2 separate regions of the Anser cygnoides genome follow, and region 2 is linked to region 1. A link is a contact called in public Hi-C data. All regions are on one chromosome and are shown on one strand. Each heading gives the region's core, a stretch centred on a gene start, on an enhancer-like site or on the middle of the called end of the contact. The rest is flanking DNA. Distances are from core to core; before and after follow the strand shown.

What was found. A called contact is a pair of places that touch in the nucleus more often than the background predicts.
Region 2: a contact with region 1 is called in a Hi-C map of liver, with 3 times the contacts expected there. The contact joins the enhancer-like site here to the promoter of LOC106032017 in region 1. A contact is called at or near these places in 4 of 7 Hi-C or Micro-C datasets (granulosa cells and liver).

The regions. Positions count from the first base shown.
Region 1 is chr7:30,980,542-30,986,555 of Taihu_goose_T2T_genome, reverse strand. LOC106032017 (adipogenesis regulatory factor-like) reads right to left here and starts at 4,671. Exons shown (of 4, transcript XR_007167415.2): 1 at 4,657-4,671; 2 at 2,464-2,895; 3 at 163-225.
Region 2 is chr7:31,030,327-31,036,382 of Taihu_goose_T2T_genome, reverse strand. It overlaps SHLD2 (shieldin complex subunit 2), which reads right to left. Exons shown (of 13, transcript XM_067000695.1): 6 at 453-510. Among named protein-coding and RNA genes, the nearest start is that of GLUD1, 16 kb to the right of the region's middle. Within about 2 kb of position 1,827, at least 2 of the 3 cell types and tissues checked have open chromatin away from gene starts, as enhancers often do. A contact at or near this core is called in liver, where this site is marked.

The DNA of each region.
Region 1 (6,014 bases), core at 3,422-5,921:
GTGGAGAGCGTTGGGAAAGCAGGGCTCTCCCCTGCTGCCGTCACTGAGGGCACCAACATATCCAGCAGCCTCTCACAAGATGAGGGGTGCTGGGGCAGAGGTGGGGGACCTATCTGGGATTTCACTGGAATGGCATTAAAAGAAGTAGAAACGGTATTGTACCTTTCTGACCAGCTTCCTTAGCCTGATCCACTGCTTGCTGCACAGTCTGACCCACTGTGTTAACTGGAATTAAGAAAACATAAGTGTAAATTAAGCAGTCCATCCCTTTCCTAAATTCAGTAATGACAACTTTGAAGGGTTACCTAAAAAAAAGGGGGGGGAGGGGTAAACAGCCTTCAGTTCAACCTGCATGTTTTATTGACCTTGGCTCCAAATGCTACCTTCTAAAGGCATTGATCTGCTCTGCCCAGCAGCCACTGCAGGAAAGGCTGAGTGAGCCAGAAAGAGGATGCAAGCACACTGTGAGGGGCTATTGCTTGGGTGAGAGGACAGCACTGAAGCTTCAGACACTCCCAACCCACTTAAGAACTCCTCCAGGCTTGGACTGTATGGCTTTCCAACAGTAGCTGTTGCATTAACGCTGTCTCATAAACCAGCGGCCTATTTCACCCTCAGTTCCTAAGACCTTTTACTGCTTAAAAGCTACGCTAATTATCAGCATGCATCATCTTTTGATGCAGTTTACTAACTGGTGGATGATGCGGGCTGATCAAGGCTAAGAAAAATGCTTTCTGTACCAATCCCAGGTCACATCCAAGTTCATGGCTCCCTTTAGGAGCTCTGGAGCAGGTGCCAATTTTAGATGCTTGCAAAGACCAGTTGTTCCACTCTAAACTTAGCAATGGCTCAGGGGACTAAGCCCCCAGGGCACATGCAGGCACCACTGAAATATTTCAAAGATAATTTAATTAATAGTTGCAGAACCACCAGTTGGACAGTCTTGTTCTGCTTTGAAAGAAGTGGCACAACAACCTCCTTCCCACTTTTGTTTTCATTTAATGAGGATTTGGAGGATACCTCTACTGATAATACTTCCGAGACTGGGTGCGGCACTGGCAGTGAAACAGCACAAGTTGAGCACCACGTGCTGTTTATTTACTGCCTCTCATCAAGGCGTGCGACAGTGCATGGAAGTGGTCAGAGTCAGGCCAGTGCCTGGGAGCTCCTGTTGTTGCTCCTGCTCCATCCAGAAGAGAAGCTGGACTGCAGCATGGGGCATGCTGGAAAGATGCGTGTGGGGTTCAGCCCAAGGTGTCTGCTGGTATCCAAAGAGATGGTTCAGCATCAAGCACTTTGGGCAAAAGGGGAAAGGGACATGCTAAAATGGACAAATGCCATGTTTAAAATTTCCATATCAGTCTTCTAGCAAAAAAAAACAGTAATGTTCCTCTAATATTAAGAAACAGAGCATGAACATTAAAAACCCTCCACCAAAAAAAAAATACAAAACATATCTAGGGCTGCTGTACAGCAAAAGCAAGAGGGAATCTTAATTCAAAAACAAGAAGTGGTGGTTACCCTCTGCTTGATTCCTGGGGTGTTTATTTCATGCTTCAGCATAAACATAGTTGGTTTCAGAACCAACTCAAATTCTTAGGAATAGGGGGTAGTGAGTGTGGGGTTAGGGCTCTTTCACCTCCTAGCAAGCTGACCCAGGAATAGATGGTAAATTAGTAGCAGGCTTAACACTTGCTTCACTGAGCACTGCCTGGGGATCTGCCCATTAGGAAATAATATTAAAAAACAAAAAACTTATTTCTACTGCATTTGAGGTCACAGTATCCAGTTTCAAGACTCACTTTCCATGACATTAGGTAATCTCAACCCTTCACATTATATGAAGCACTAACACCTCAGGAATTGCATCACTACAGAGTCTGCTTGGCTTCACCAGCAGTGGCTCACCTAAGTGGCACGCTCCTTAATTCTGGAGAAATGCTGGAAGTGTCACAACAGCAAGACTCAGGTGCCCAAGCCCCAGTGATTACACCAAGGCTTTTAGTGGCATGAGCAGCTACAACATCAGCTGGGCTGGAACAGATCAAAGACCTCAGAGCTTCAGGAAGCTAATCCATTACACTACTACAAAACTCGTATTTATCATGGCTGTTCATAGGTTTGTTTTTTTTTTTTTGTTTTTAACTAAGTCACCTCACCTCCTCTATCAGCTTTCTACTGTCCTGTCGTCTCTTCAGGAGATCATCTAGATACCCACTTGTTAGAAGTGAGCAGGAGAAGTATTTAGAAACCAGTAGTTAGTACTGGTACCTTACTGTAGTACCAGAGGGTTTTGGAGACATACCAACCACACCCCTGAGGAGAGCATCTATAAAGCCAAGTTCACACGTGAGACATTTGCTCCATGCTGCAGAACAGAAAGCCCACTGGGGTGCAAGCAGGGCACACACTTCAACACCTAAAAAGAGGTACAGGCAGAGGGAAATAGTGGTTTGCATTTACCTGCCACCTGTGCAGCACTTTCAGCTTGTTGTGTTGCTTCCTCAGCGAGCTTCTTCCCAATCCCAAACATGGCTGTTTTCAGTCTGCTCTCTCCACAGAGGATGGGTGATCAGGTCCCTAAGTTTGGTTCTGTTACAGTGTTCAGCAAAGTGCAGCTTTTTATAGACAAAGCAGAACTCCTCCCAGTAGTTAGAGGGCAAATGCAGGCTGGAGCACGGGATAGCTGTGAGCCCTTGTTAGGTGATTAATATACGATGCATAAAAGGGTGAAGAGACATTGCTGTTTGTTGTGCTTTCCTCCCCAGAGAGGGGGTGTGGATTAATCGGCAGAAGTTTTCCATAGCCCAGGAATAAAAGCTTTGTTTTTCCATGGCAAGAAGTTGGTAAACAGAGCGCATTCCACAGCTGTCCTTATGAAACCTTCCCAGGAGGCTGCCGGGGGCAGAAAAACATCCAAAATCCTCAGCTGAGGAATTGCCTAAACGAGCTCTTGTATTTCAAAGCCTTACATAGAAAAGTATCCAGTTTCAGAGGATTCTTGCCGACTTTTTCCTCCTCCAGTCAAGACTTAAACACAGAGTTAAAAAAAGAAACAGGCGGGGCTAACATTGCTTTTTTAAAAAAGTACGTGATGAAATCTTTGTTATGTTAGACAAGCCTAATAATCTCATGGTGTGTCATAACATTTTAACTCTCCATTTCCAACATCCAGCTGGGGAGCCTGAAAATGGACGGCTGGCACCCTTCCTCCATCCCCACAGTGCACGCTTGCAGGATCCAGCACACGGAGCAGTTACAGACAGGTTTTTCCAATAGCAAAGCACTACAAGCCCAACCACGGTGCTCCCACGCTGCTGGGTAGGACAGGACGTGGCAGCAGGCCATCGCTGTGCTAGAGGCTGCCAAGTATGTCCTGCTTACCCTGTACCAGAGGAGCAGGATGCGGCCCTGCCTCTAGATATCCCTGTGCTAGGGATTATAGCTGTGACAGGGGAAGGAGGAGGCAGAAAGCATCAGGGCAATTCATCCCCACTCCATTGTCTCTAGGAGAGCTCCTGTGTGCTATCCGGCTGTTCATACCCATGGTGACCAAACTTGTATTTTGCTGAGATCACCAGCTTTCTAGTAGAATTGCTTTATGCACCCTTCCACACTACATACAGCCATCCCTCACTCTGTTCATCAAACAATTGTTGCAAAAGTAGATCAAAATGTAATGTACCCTAAAACAAAATGCTGACCCGGCAGCCTGATCTTCTGCCCACAGCAGGCTCTAGGAGAACCTCTCTCTACCCCAGACATTTAGCTCCATGAACAACAGCTCCTCTACAATTTGCCCAGCTGCATGCAAATTGTAAAGACATTTCACCATTGCAGTTCCAGTTTTACCATTCCAGTTTACATAGCAAAGAGACATTTTACCATTGCAGTTCCTCGCTTACATAGAATAGGTCATTGCACTCAATTATATAGGATACAGAGGGATTTCTGAGCGTAGAGAGGGACATATCGGTATCATATTATCTTCTGACAGCATGTATGAAAACAACTTTTAGCAAAATATACTTAGAAAAACAACAACAACAGTATGACAAAAGTAAACATTTAGTTTTGAAGTTTTCCTTGAAGTTAAAAGAACTGGACATAAGTTAGGAACCAACATACAACGTAGCAAAACCCTGAAATATTTCTGACAATCCAGAACAGCATTTGACCTGGGGAAAACCATTGCACAACAGCAGAGCAGTAAAAAATTCACCTATTGTTCTCCACAACATCCTTAGTTATCCACACCTAGATCCATTTTCAGGAAACAGCGACTTCCTAGTCCTGCACTGCTACTGCTCCACTTAGTCACAGCAAAAGATTCATGAGGGCAACAAGCCTTACGAACCAGCAGCAGGCTCGCACATTTCACAAAACAACAGCTTGCCTTACACAGAGGCACCAAAAACACCCCTCTTCAGCACTAAGGGCACACTCTGAAAATGCCAAGGCACAAGCGGGTACCTGACCCAAGCTCAGTCAACCACCATAGGCAAATACTAACAGAACATGCAAGAAAAAAATCCAGCACCTTTCATCACCAGCCCAGGCTGCAGGACACCCACACCCTCTGTGATGGATAGCCACTGCCACCACACGCCACCCCCTTCTCCCCCAGATCACATACCTCCCACCTCGCACTCCTACCTTCCTGCTGTGCCTTCCCCCCACACCTGCAGCCAGGCCCCCCGGCAGCCATTTTGTGGCCTGCCCGGGCAGGCCCCCAGGCCCCCCAGCAGCCATTTTGTGGCCTCCCCAGCCAGGCCCCCCAGCAGCCATTTTGTGGCCTGCCCAGCCAGGGCTCAGCTGGGGCAATCTTGGCCCAGGTGCAGGCAGTTTCAGGAAGGGCTCCCTGCGCTGCTCACAGCAGGGCCGCTATTTGCCAAACCTGGCCAGGGTTAGGGGGCAATTGTTGTAAGTGGTAAGAGATAAGCCTGAAGGGAAGATCATCCTCCACAGGTGGCAACTGCCAGTGAACCTGCTGCTACCATGGATTCTGGGAGCAGACAGCATTGGCAATGCCAAGAAAGGTTCAACAAGTTCATAGGCAGATCTGTTCATAAATGGAGGCCTGAGGGAACAGGTGAGGATGGCCCCTCTAACATCTGCAGTTCAGCAGTCATGGCTGCTTGGACAACAAGAGGGAATGGGCTGCAGAACGTCCAAGCTTGCCAGAATTCCCCAAATCTCCATTCCTATTGGCATGGCTTGGTGCTGCTCCTGCTGTTTGGGAAGCAGAAAGGCTGTGGGGTTTGACTGGCACTTCTTCAGGTCGTGACACAACAGCACAGCACAAAGCATGCAGCCTCCCCGGCAGCTTCCCCAGCAGCCACCTGTACCCCATCCATCCCCGTCCTGTCCCTGTCCCACCGCTCAGCCCCAGGGCCTGCAGCAGCGGCTGCCTGTGCAGGGCCAGCAGGGCTGCAGGGCCAGGGGCGCGGTGGGTGCCATGCTGATGGCACAGAGGCTGATTTGGGAGGGTGAGTCCTGCAGGACGGAGGCTGTGTTTCATAAACCCATGTGCCCTGGGTTGGGCACGTGACAGAGCCAGAAGCTAAAGCAAGCAGGCATGAGAGCAGGAACTGGGGAAACTGAGGCAGTGCCATTCTGGTGGCCAGCTACGGGGCTGGCTATGCTGAGCCCAGCAGGAGATGCAGCCGTGGCTTCCCCTAGCCAGGGCTCAGTTAATGTTTAACACTGAATGCCTCCCCAGGCATGCAAGCCAGCCTGCTGCACAGAGCGTTTGTGTTCTCTGCCATCTAGGTTTAACACACGCTCTGCTGGCCCAGCTCCTAAAAGTAACCCTGAGCGCTAGAAATGCTTGAAGGGAAGTGGTTCTTGCTGGGGTAGGTCTGCAAGTTGTTCAAAAAGGGAAAAAATGTATCTTCAAACTACTTTTAAATGGGAAGAAGTAGGTACTCATGAACAGGAATTGCTTGCCTGAAATTCCTGGCAATTTCCTATCTGAATATTTTGATATTTCCTATCAAAAGGGAAACTATAGG
Region 2 (6,056 bases), core at 578-3,077, 53 kb before region 1:
GGCAAAAGTCTCCCCAATACATGAGTTAAAACAATTTCAGGAACAGATCCACTACAACAAACAGAATTTGTTATCCTTACTTTATGTGAACTTTAGAGCTGCAACCCAACTGGTAAGATTAAATTATTTCTTTCATTTCAAAATGTGTTGTCTAATATCAGCTTTTTTTTTTTTTAGTTCAGTTGCTTTGGTTACATATGGATAACCTTAGATACCCTATAATGGAACAATGTCTACTAATAAGGAGGCTCAAGTGAATAAAAGGTTCAAATGAAAAAGGAAACAGTTTTATTCTCCATGTGTAATACAAAAGTGCTTAAAATCTGACACAGATCTATGCTATTCCTAAAGAACTTAAGAGATCAGTGAAATAATGCCAAATTGGGCTTTGTCCAATGAGGAACAGTTCTTTCATTTCAACAGCCTAGCTGCTACGAGGACTGAATACTGACCTGCCACAGGTGTAAGATTCAATCTTGTCCCAGTCTGTCTGTTACATGTCTTTTTAACCTGGAAGAGATTTCAGAGGCTTATCTAAATTCTGCAAAAACTCTCAAGCATTTGTATATCAAATCTCAGAAATATTAATTATAATGTGTTTATTAATTTAATTATAAGTTTATTAAGTTAATAATTCATTATAATGTGATCAGGTCAAAATAATTTGCATACCTATTTTCCTTACCCTCAGATTAAGCCTCTAAGAAACAGAGCTCTAAGTTTTCTTACGAGGAAAAACAGATTCAACTGCACCGTCAGTGAATCCACTGAGTGTTTGATGAGTTATGAGGACAATGGAAGGGCACTTTGGATGCTGAGTAAGTGAGAATTAGAATAATATGGTTAGAGGCTATAAGCTATTGCTTATACCAATAGATACCATAGCATACATAGCATAAAGTACTCAACATTAAGAACTGTCATGTCTTAGACTGCCTCTTGTGAATGTAATTCCGGGCTTCTTGTATTGTACTAAAGCAAGTTCTTGCACCTTATAGCTAAGAAGAAAACAGTACTAAAGGCAGGCTTTTATGTAACTACGTATTTCATGGGCTAAGCATGTCTTTTCAATACTGGAAGTTAGTCAGTAGGAAAATAAGTTTAAGATCCTAGAAATGTAGTTGTACTTGACCCTACTTCCAGCAGAGGTATCCCGTACTATATTTCAAATGCATTCTTCCTATAAATCATGTTGAATAATAAATTACTCTGTTTAACACTTCAAGGAAAAAATTACTGAAGAGCAGTATTTGTTTTTATATTTGTAATTCTGTAAAATCCCTATGACTAAAACCATGGGAACTAGCTTCATTTTTTGATTATCAAGCAAAAAAAATTTTTTTTAAAAGACAAATTTTGTCAACCTACAAAAGCAATAAAATACAAACCTAAATGCATCTCAATAGCCCCACTTCCACCATCTCCACACACACACACCCCGTATATGGAAAACAAACTCTTTACTCTTTATGCAGTCTCAATTAGACAAAGCTAGTATCTTCTTGCCATACTTGTGGTCTTAATAAAAATCTATGTTTATCCTTGAGATTCAACTAGATACATTCTTCTTACTAAAAATAATATTCTTGTGGCTAAACCTCTCATCCCCTTTAACCATCTCTTTGGGGTACTTTTTTTTTTTCGGTCCTCTTTAATGATGTTATATGTAATTTCAGAAAGTTTTCCTTAACTTTCCAATTCCAAAAATTCTCTAAACTTAGGTGTTTTTTCCTGATTCATACCTTTAAACAGTATAAGGATACTACATCAAAGCAATTGAATCTTTCTATTACTTGATGACTTTTTGAAACTGAAGCATTTATATTTCCAAAGCCTTCAATTTCAATTCTTAAGATCTTAGGAATGATTAGTATCTACTTCCTGACTCACCTAATAGGTCCACTAGCAAGGGACCTGCTTTGGCAATTTGAGTGGTTTGTTACATTAAAAACACCAGCTGCAGTATCAGTAATCATCCGTACTTATAATCATTTACATCTGTAAATTAAAAAAATGCTTTTAAGTTTGTATAAGTTTTCCATATGTAAAATTCTTTAAACAATCATTTTTATGCTATCTTTAGAACAGAGTTAGTACTTATTTAATTAGTTATTAAACTTGTCTTGCTTTAATTCTTCTTCCAGACTATTACAAGTCTTCTAAAATAAAGAAAACTATCAGTCTAACCATATTACCAGCATATCACTGCCACAAAATGATTCATTTTTATCACTTATTTAAAGGATCCGTGGGTGGACAGGGGGTTAACTGCTAAGATAACAGGAGCTAAAGCTCATAAAGATATAACCAAAACCTGAACGCACATATCCATTATGCCTGTTAATTATTACACCATTTCTTAATTTGTGAAAAGGTGCTCTATTCATAGAGCCAATGGAAGCCTAGCTTTTTATCTCTGAAATGGTCAGAGTCTGATTGACGGGTCAATGATCTTTTAAAAACACTAACTACATCAGCAACTTTTACATTTGCAAGACACTGCAACTAAGGAGTAATACACCTATGACAAGAAATACATTATGGCACATATGTCCTCCAACCTACACACTAGTATGGGAATTTTTAAATTAACAGTATTTAATAAGTACAACTGTCACTAGCAGTTTATTCATCTCTAGTCATTTGCTATGCATAAGACATACTTTTCAAAGTAGCTTGAAAATTTTTCATCCAATAGTGAAATACCCCAGAAACCTTGTGCGAAGCTAAATTAATGCCCTTAAATTACCTTAAAAGATAACTTCTATTCCTTATTTCACTTCTCATTAATGGTATCAACTCACCATGACAATCACTTAAGCATTCAGCCAAGGTAATTTAAAAGTGTGTGTGTGTGTGTGTGTGTGACAGCTTCAGCTGCCTATCAGTCTTAACAATAGCCAAATGCCTAAACCCGTTTTCAAAAACTATATCCAAATACGATTTTAATCAAGGTTTCACTGCCCTACATATGGAAAGTAAACTGCAGGAGTTCCACCTCTCAGTAGCAATTTCTTCATATGTCTGTTACACAATATGGCCTTATACATTAAACATACACAAATACAGACAGTAATGTATCAGAAGATATAGGGTTAAAGAAGTATAATGCAAACATGTAGCTTCTTTTCCTCTCTGAAATTCTTACCACCTACAAACCCCAAAGCTTTGAGGTAAAACTAAAAAGTGTGTGCATTTAACTTGCAGCTTTGATTTGATGTTGAACTTCTTAACCTTTAAGTAGTTCGTAACACGATTCCTGTAATATGCAAAAGAAACACTGGCCATCACCTGCTCAAATGCTAGCCCTTTAGATAACAAATACCTATAAGTAGGATATTCTTTAACTTCTGAATCTTAAATTTTACTGTAAGCTTTTTACCTCCCTCTTATTTGCACGGTTAATTCTATACTGCTATCTGTAGTATGAAGACAGTTTCACTGACCTTAGAACAGAAAAACTGAGTTCTTAACAGACACCTTCAGGGTATCAACCTCTAATTAAATTCCAACTATAGTATCTTTTTTGAATAAAGTTATCCCCTATGATGCTTGAAAAGAATATCCCTTAAGATATTTGTCAAAGGAAAAAATGAAATAAACCACTACATACAGGATTATTATATCACTGGAAAATCTTCTGACACCTTTACCATGCTGCTCAAGTTTTCCCTCAGTACTGAAGTTTTACTTTGTTCAGTAGCAGTACCTGGTTTAAAAAAAAAAGTAAAATTGAACCAACTGCAAGCAACGTAGTGACAGTTTCATACACTTTTCGAATCTGAAACAACTCTGGGATTAAGAGATGAACATATTACACATTTGATTGCAACTTGGGCAAGAAAAGAGAAAAATGACCTCAGCAATACCAACAACCCTTGCTGGTGCTACATGTGAATCAGCATCAGCAACAGCACCTACCCACCCAATCAATAAGGTGCTTGGTCCCAGTATACAGATGTGCATGTGTTAAGAACAGCCCTATGGAAAATAGACTGTCAGAAGAAATTAAGCGAAGCAATTCATAACAGGAGCTGTCTAATACTCTATATCTGAGTAAGGGATATACCATATGGACCTAAGATTGTATTTCTTCTAGTGCACTGGCAACACAAGGAGACTTGAATGGATTGTTTTAGACTAAGCCAGTGGACCTACCAAGAAATCAAGAGAACACGCATGCGGGAGAATGGGAGTACATATACATAGGGTTAACTGGGAAAATGAATAGGACAGGCCATAACAGATCCCGTTTTTGTCATCCCTTACTTCAACATTATCATCTCCTTCCTATCACCACATACTGTTTAAGTCTTAATACAGAACTACAGTATTGATCTGAAAGCCTATCTATAACTGAGCTTGTTAATTTCACTCCAAGATGGTTATTTAGCTCACGTTCTCCAGAATACTGTGCACAGGGCAGCCATACTTGGGTAGATACTGTTGTATAGCCATAACTGTGCTAGTCAATGTCTGAATTTATGAAAATCACCAGCCTTCACTTGCTAGTAGGAATACTGTTGCTGTAATTATTAGGATAAAGTTACCACTAAATGTGATTTGAATAGATTATTTCTTTCAGTATACATTTCTTTTAATACTTATTTGTATTAAATAGCAGAAATTTTTATCTATTAGTATTGAATTTGTCATTTTTGAATTTGCTATTACCTGAGGACTACTGTATCACTTGGTCTAAAGACGCGCACAACTGGTTTACAAACAAATGTAAGGTGTGCACGTATTGCCATAAAAGATTTAAACTTTTTTCTCACCCATGGAGTTTTCAGCAAACTTTTTTTTAATATGAAACACCTATGGTTTCGGCATTTAATGAAAAACCTTCCTAAGCACTCCTGCAAGCTTAAGCAGTGAGATCAATAATTTAAGCCTAGAAGTAGACAATGTTTTAAGCAGTTCTATAGGTTGACACTTTTCAAAAGAAGAGTCTAATCAAAATACAGAATAAAAGGCCAGAAACACGCTGTTGTTCTTCATAGCTATTACTGAACTATTATAATAACTAAGACAAGAAATCAAATGGCATTGCTAGGTTTAATGTATGCCTAAATGCCTGCAGGATCAAGGCCTACAGTTTCTAAAGCTATGCTGCAAGGAGGAATATTTTCTTTGATCTGAAATAGAGACATTTCCTCTGTTTGGACTGTATGTAGCTATCTACTTACAAGTTGCATCAGACATCACTTTAAAAGGATTATTTTTTGAAACTAAATGATGCGAAAATCTGAATGCTCAGACAATTCATTTTCAGTTCAGTCACTGAGATAATCTTCCTTGCAGTTAAAAAAAAAATGAGTAAAGGTAGTAGGGTTTTTTTAATTAACTCAATAATTCATTCCTCACTCCTTTTGTGCCTTGCAAGATCTTTTAAATAATAAACATTGTTTATTGATCTTTCTTTTGCAATACTTCAAAAACACAAATAGAGATGAACACAGTGGCTGTTACAAACAAAAGAAGTTAAAAGCTCTTCAGAACAGTGACCTTTTGAGTAGGAAGGCGAGATAAAGGTAAAAGGTTAAAGATACACAGAAGTTATGTGCACGCTTTGTTGAAGAACATGCATTCTCTACACCCTTCACTTCGAGAACTATTTTAGACAACTGAACTGCTATACCATCTGTCAAAAACATATTCTTTCAGGTATTTCAGTATACTCCAAAACCTCACAATACTAAAAAGACATAATTATGGCTTGTTTTCACAAAAAAAGCCAAGTCTGCAGAAAATTATCCAAAGGTATCACTACCAATGAAAACCTATTTTCGGACTTTAATCTTTTGATAAACTGAGGTTGATAAAGTAGTACAGGGAGAACCTAAGACAAAAATGAGGCAGCTAGTCATAGTCAAAGAAACGTGACCATAACAGACCTATTTACATCAGATTAACTGCCTGTAGATTTGATTTATTAGGATTAAGATAAAAATCAAAGACTTTTCCAAGAAGAAAATAAAAACTGATGCATGCCTCATACCTTGTTTTTCTGAAACAGCTTTTTGAGCAGTAGAACAGAGTTGGTTTCCAAACTG